2 separate regions of the Sus scrofa genome follow, and region 1 is linked to region 2. Evidence: chromatin contacts called from public Hi-C data. All regions are on one chromosome and are shown on one strand. The core of a region is the stretch at or near the end of the contact, and the rest is flanking DNA. Distances in the headings are between cores, read along the strand shown. Region 1 holds the start of GPX4 (glutathione peroxidase 4). Region 2 holds the start of STK11 (serine/threonine-protein kinase STK11).

The links. A called contact is a pair of places that touch in the nucleus more often than the background predicts.
Region 1: a contact with region 2 is called in a Hi-C map of liver, with 3 times the contacts expected there. The contact joins the promoter of GPX4 here to the promoter of STK11 in region 2. A contact is called at or near these places in 3 of 5 promoter capture datasets (fetal skeletal muscle, liver and skeletal muscle), 24 of 47 Hi-C or Micro-C datasets (alveolar macrophages, blood, embryonic fibroblasts and 8 more) and 2 of 2 datasets of contacts at active chromatin or transcription factors (alveolar macrophages and skeletal muscle).

Annotation. Positions count from the first base shown.
Region 1 is chr2:77,322,422-77,325,668 of Sscrofa11.1, reverse strand. GPX4 (glutathione peroxidase 4) reads left to right here and starts at 1,738. Exons shown (of 7, transcript NM_214407.1): 1 at 1,738-1,867; 2 at 2,825-2,919; 3 at 2,997-3,141. The coding sequence starts at 1,784.
Region 2 is chr2:77,247,346-77,250,931 of Sscrofa11.1, reverse strand. It overlaps STK11 (serine/threonine-protein kinase STK11), which reads left to right and starts at 1,610. Exons shown (of 10, transcript XM_021084263.1): 1 at 1,610-2,986. The coding sequence starts at 2,697.

The DNA.
Region 1 (3,247 bases), core at 489-2,988, 75 kb before region 2:
CATGAAGTCGGGAACAGGTTAAAACCTTGCTCCATCTCTCCTCCTGCAAGTGCTCCTTGGGGGTGTTACCCTGAGCTGTTTTTCTGGAAACCCTGAAGCAGATAACCAGCTGGTGGCCATCTTTATGACAAAGTTAGAGCTTCCAAGGGAAGGGAACAGGGAATAGTTGAGTCTGTACAAGGGCCACTCAGACTTGCCACCGTGGCATGTACAGCCAGTACTGCCATGGCAGGCAGCGGGATGGGAAATGGGGGAGAGGTTCCTGGGAAGTGAGGTGACCCAGCCGAGACAGTGTGGGCTCCCTGCCAAGTGGGGACTTCAGAGCTCTTGCTGGCCTCTCCTGACCAGGCTGTGGGCAGCAAGCTGGTGAAGGCTATTGTGCAAAGCAGGAGTGCAGCAATCTGGCTACTGCTTGGGCAGAGGCGAGGGTGGGGGGGGGGTGTCCTGTCCCATTTGCCAGAAAAGTCCTCTCAGCTCCCTGGGGCAGAGGGAGGGAGCTCATGCCCCCCCCCCCCAATGAGCCCAGACCAGAAAGTCTTGCCCCCAAGGACTGTGCAGCACAAAAACCTGAAACCACCCTCCTGTCTGCAGGTCAATGTTCAGCCATGGCTTGAGGTGGGGGGCGACCAGGCCGGCTGTGGAATTCATGTCTCAGTTCCCAAGAATGGGGTGGGTCTTCTCTCCCTCCAGGCTGTGGCCAAACTCCTGCGCCTTGAGTGGAACTGTGTTTGGAGCCAAGCCAGCGGGAGCTCCATCGCTATCCGCGTGCACACATGCTGTGTCACGTTGGAAGTGACAAAAGATTCCTCTGGGCAGGCGTTTTCCTTTCTAAACACACACCTGCGAGTTCTCACGCGCAAGTCGTCTCGGGAGGGGGGCGGGACAGCAGGGTAACTGCTAACGGGCCCTCGCTTCCGCCCAGGGCTCACGTGTCGCTTATATAAGCAGCTAAGGCCGTGTCCAAGGGTATCCAAGGGTACCCTGCAGCAGGGATGCAACAGCCGCAGGTGTCCCTCACGCCCTGTAGAGACCTCGCAGCCTGAGTAGGGGGGATTCCAACATCCGGCGTGGTTGTATTTACATTAAGAAGAAAACCTCCAGTTGTTTGTTTTTGTTTTGTTTTGTTTTGTTTGCTCTTTAGGGCCGCACTAAAGGGCATATGGAAGTTGCCAGACTAGGGGTCGAATCAAAGCCGTAGCTGCCGGCCTACGCCACAGCAATAAGGGATCCGAGCCGTGTCTGCGACCTACACCACAGCTCACGGGCAACGTCAGATCTCCAACCCACTGAACGAGGCCAGGGATCAAACCCGCATCCTCATGGATACTAGTTGGATTCGCTTCCGCTGCGCCACAACCGACTCCGAAAATCCCGTTTTCAAGGAGCTGGAGCGACTTTTTTGAGAGTTCCAGCCGCCGCCTCCCCTCACAGGTTTCCTGTAGTATCTAAATCTGTCGGGCACCGCGCTGCGCAGCAGTCAACCACCCAGATAACTGATTTTAACCAGAGGCCGCACCGAGTGCGTGGACGCAGCTACCTGAGAGCATGCGCAGTCACCTACAGCAACACAACCACAGCCTGGCCCCGGCCCCGCCCCCGTCGGCCCCTCACCCCGACCTCCCATTGGCTGGAGCAGGCACGCGTCTACAGTCCCGTGACAGAAGACCAATGAGAGGGATGGAGGGCGTGGCCGAGGGCGGGGAGGGGAGGGGCGCTGGCGCGCGTCCATTGGTCCGCTCGGCGAGGGGAGGAGCGCTGCCTCCCCGGAGCCCCCGCCGCCGCGATGAGCTTTAGCCGCCTGTTCCGCCTGCTGAAGCCAACGCTTCTCTGCGGGACCCTGGCGGTGCCCGGCCTGGCCGGCACCATGGTGAGCTAGGCGCTGCCGACCGGCGGGCCGGAGGGCCGTTGGGGCGGGCGCGCGGCCTGCCTCTCGGCGCGCGGGGCAGTGGCAACATTAGGCAGGGGGCGCGCGGACAATCGGCCGCCGCCTCCGCGGCCGTCGGGGCTGTGGCCAGCGCCCGGGCCGCGATCACGATCCCAGGCTGGGTCGGGGACGGGGGGCGGCGTTCGGTGGGGCTGGGGGCAAGGCTGGGCGGTGAGGACCCCCGGGTGGGCGCCCCTGACGCACAGAGTTGCTGCCTCGGGGCAACGGGGTGGCGCCGTCGGCTACTGGTACTACGCCTGGCCCGGAGAGCGGGGGGCGCCCTACGGGGTGGAAATCCGGGATCACGCGCCACGGGGCGTCACTGCCCCTCCCCGGCCCTGTGTGCCCGGGGGCTCCGCGCAGTGGCGTCACAGACGAGCGGCCCCGCGCCCTTGGCTACCGGCCCTTTGTCCCCCGGGTGTGGCGCTCGGTGGGCACAGGCGCAGCCGAAGACGGGTGGGCATGGGCCGCGCAGCCGCCGGTTCCCCGGGTCGTCGTGGCCAGCGGCGCCGGTTGCCGGCCGGGCGGCGACGCAGGGCCCCTCGGAGGCGGAGGGCTCGTTTGTGCCGCAGAAGGGCGCGCCCCCGGAGAAGGCAGCCGGCTTCCGAGAGCCCTGGGCAGGGGGGGCCCGCGGCCGGGGAGAGCGGCTGCAGCGCCGAGTCCCAGGACCCGGTGCGCGCGGGGCCCCCACACCCGCCGGCGGGGTAGCCTAGGTCTCAGTCTTTCAGGTCAAATGCGACCTGCTGTGCGGGGGGCCCTGCGCCTCTGCGGAGGAGGAGCCTCACCCTTTCCTTGCCCCAGAGCCCCGGTTTTCATCCCTTTGGCACCCTGGGTTGAGAGAGTTGCGGGCGGCCTTAGCCCCGAGATCTGCAGGCTGCTCAGTGTGCCCTTGCCTTGCAGTGCGCGTCCCGCGACGACTGGCGATGTGCTCGCTCCATGCACGAATTCTCAGCCAAGGACATCGACGGGCACATGGTGAACCTGGACAAGTACCGGTGGGTACCTGCCCGCTTGGTCTGGGGAGGCAGGGGTAAGGTCGAAGCCCTGTCCTAACCGTCTCAACCGCCTCCAGGGGCTACGTGTGCATCGTCACCAATGTGGCCTCTCAATGAGGCAAGACGGAGGTAAACTACACTCAGCTGGTCGACCTGCACGCCCGATATGCTGAGTGTGGTTTACGGATTCTGGCCTTCCCTTGCAACCAGTTTGGGAGGCAGGTACGTCTTGGTTGCCCTGGATGTCCTTGTGTGTGGGCGTGGGGAGAGGGCCTGTCTGAGGAATCTGGGTCCAAAGAGGGTACAGGGCCCTCCCCCCTCACCTCCA
Region 2 (3,586 bases), core at 361-2,860:
CCGAAACCTCATGGTTCCTAGTCGGATTCGTTTCCCCTGTGCCAGGACGGGAACTCCCTGAGTAACTTTTATGCAATACAGACTTCCAGATCTTAATGTTTTCCCATGCAAGCAGCTCCGGCCCTCCACCTTCCTGGAGCAGACAGAGTTCTTGCCTAAGAAGCTGACAAGCAATGCTTGGAACATGATTAGCAGGGCTGCTAGCAAGGACATAAGGCAAGTAGTTGCTACATGATTACAAGAAAGGTGGTATGTGGCAAGCAAAGCTGCTGACAGGCACGTAGCTGCCTTTTCAGCCAGGGGCGGCGGGGGCGGGGGGGGGGGGAGGTTGTTTCTCTAGTTCTTACTTCAATATTGGCCATCTTTTTTTATTGACCAATTTGGCTACAGTTTAATTAAGTTTCTGGATCTTTTCAAAGACAGTCTTTTGGCTTCACTGACTTTCCTTAGTCTTCCCACTCCCACCCCAAATCTGCGGCACGTGAAAGTTCCCAGGCCAGGGACTGAACCCTGGCCACAGCAAAGACAACACGGGATCCTTAACCCGCTTAGCCACTGGGGAACTCCTGGTTTTCATTACCCTTTTTCCGTTGTATTTCATTGGTTTCTGGTTTATGATTTAGGAATTTGGGGCTAACTCCCATGTTCTGATTAGGGCTGGCTGGTACACTGGTGTGACCTGGGACTCCTATCCCTCAAAGCCATAGCAATCCCCCTTCTCTGGGTATTTGAGAATCCGATGAGACACATGGATGTCCCCAAGAACGTGTATACTGGTGAGCTCCATTTCACACATAGTCTTAGGGAGTGCACAGGTGTTGGGTCAAGAACTCCCAGCCTGGAACCCAAATCTGATGGTGTCAAGTCCCAAGGTTTCACAAGCAGTTTGCCCCAGCAAAATAAGAACGTAGTGATACAAACAAACAAAAAGCAAAACAGGTTAAAAAACACAGGCCTGGAAGTATTTTCCACCTCATCAAGCCATATTTTGCCAACTCTGTTTTTCACCCAAAGCACTTTGCTGGCACCATCCCAGCTGGGTTCTGAGTTTTAGCCCATGAATTCCTTTGGGGCAGAAATCATCCAGAGCCCTTCTCAACCCATCTGGCCTGAGATACTTAATAAAGGCTTTTTGCCTCGAATTGTACACTTTGGCTACTTTTTGACCCTTGACCTCGCCTCAAACGGGGTTTCGGTTGAGGAGCCCAGGCAGGGGCACCAGAGTCCCCGAGCCCGGCCCCCGCCCAGGAGCACTGCACTCGCCCGGTCCCATGGAAGACTTTAGAACTCCAGACCTCCGACCTCGGCTCCCAACCCCTCCCAGGTCAACGCCCGGGTTTCGCTTCCCGGCTCCTGCTTTCCGCCCCCTCGCCGTGACGGGCGTTTCCTCAGGCCAATGAACAAACGGTATCCACCCCTGGGGCGGGGCCCAGCGGGAACCAATCCCCGCTCGGGCGCCCGCCCGGATCCAAACGGCCCAATAGGAGCGGCGGCGGGGCGCGCCTCGGGGGTCGAGGCCAGGCGGCTCGGCCAACGGACGTGCACGTCGGCGCCGCGAGGGGCGGGTCCGCGACGGGCGTGCGGCGGCACGGCGGCGCAGGGAGGGGGAGGAGATAAACAAGATGGCGGCGGCGTGTAGGGCGCGGAAGGGGGAGGCGGCCCGGGGCGCCCTCGAGTGAGGCGGGGCGCGGCGGCAGCGGCGGCGGGCGCCAGCCGGCAGCGCGGCCGCCTTGCATGGGCTGGGCCCCCGCGCCGCCCCGCCTGCTCCACGCGCGCGGCGGCCGCGGCGGGGGACGGGCCACCCGGACCCCGGCGGCCTCAGGAACCCCGGCCCGGCGCCTGCGGCCTGCGCCGCCTCAGCCGCCCGGAGCTCCACGCGCCCCGCGTTCCGCGGCCGACGGAGTTCCGGCGCAGACCGAGCGCGGGCTGCCGTTTGGGGCGCGGCGCCCTCCGGGCCCGCGCGGCCGCTCGGGGTCCCAGGCCGGTGTGCGGACGCCCGGGCGGCGGCCGACTCCGACGGGGGTCGCTCCCTGCGGCCGGCGGGCCCCGGGCAGTCCCGGCGCTGGAGGGAGCCAGCGGGGCCAAACAGAGGTTCCCCGTGCGCTCCGGACACGCACCTGCCGGCGTCTCGGGCGCCCCGGCCGGCGGGGCCGGCGGGAGCCGCCCCCGAGCAGCGCGCCGGATCCCCAGCGAAGCTCGCCTGCCCGGCTCTGGGGGCCCCGGGGCCGGCCTGCGCGGGGCCCCGGGCGCGCGCCATGGCTCGCTAGTAATGGACGGCGCGGAGAAGACTCGACCCGGCCGCGTCCGTGTTCGTTCGAGGGTCTAAAGTCCCTGGAGGATGACCTAGCACTTCCCGGCCCCACCGGCCTCCCGAGGGCCCCCGTGGACGCGCCGGCCCGCCTCAAAACTGTGAGGCCGGGCGGCCGCAAAACTTGGGACGCTGCACACACCCGGGTGTCCGGGCTTTGGACCAGGCGCGCCTTTTGAACTCACGTTCAGTACAATCGTTTCTTTTCCAAGAAGGGTTTTCTTTTTCTTTCTTTCTTTCTTTCTTTTTTTTCTTTTTGCGATTTTGTGACTTTTATTTTTGGAGAAGGGAATCTTGGGGAGGGGGGACAAAAGGAAGAACCGCTCACCAGGAAGTACACAAAGGGGATTAGAGATCGCCTGCGGGAGTCGGAGCCCTAGGGTCCAGGATGGATGTGGCGGACCCGCAGCAGCTGGGCATGTTTACAGAGGGCGAGCTGATGTCGGTGGGGATGGACACGTTCATCCATCGCATCGACTCTACTGAGGTCATCTACCAGCCCCGCCGCAAGCGGGCCAAGCTCATCGGCAAGTACCTGATGGGGGACCTGCTGGGGGAGGGGTCGTATGGCAAAGTGAAGGAGGTGCTGGACTCAGAAACGCTGTGCAGGAGAGCTGTCAAAATCCTCAAGAAGAAGAAGTTGCGAAGGATCCCCAACGGGGAGGCCAATGTGAAGAAGTAAGTGCCGACTTCCTGGGTTGGGGTGAGGTCTCCTTCCTTCTTTCAATCCTTCCTTCCTCCCTCCCTTCTTTTCTCCGTTTCTACCTTCCATACTCCCTTTCCTTAAGAACCTGAGCTGAACCGCCGGGAAGGTTGTGGGTGACTGGCTTGGATAATTGGGCGAAGTCAGCCTAGCTTGTTGCGGTTGGGTGTCCCGGGCTTCCTGACGCCGCCGATGCTGAGCCCTCCTCGGAAGGGGGCGCCCCTCTCCCCCCCCTGCTCTCCCAGCTGTCCAGAGGGCCGGTGTGCCTGGCAGACCCGCTGGTGTTGATTTGGCCTTGAGCCTTGCGGTCCTGCCTGCCGCCAGCAGGTTTCAGCACAGCCACAACCCGCGGCTGTTACTGGGGCGGGAGAAGTGCGATTTGTTTGTCCTGTTGGAGGGGAACCCTGCGGTTGCCAAAAATAATTGTTTGCACCGGCTTATCAGTCAGCAGGGAGGAACTTGGCTCTTTCTCTCTCGCCTAGGATGTGACATAGGACATGTATGGGACTCACAGGCCTGGTGACTGCTGAGGAGGATCGGCTTGTGTGTCCGCAAACTTTTTACACAGATTTCTT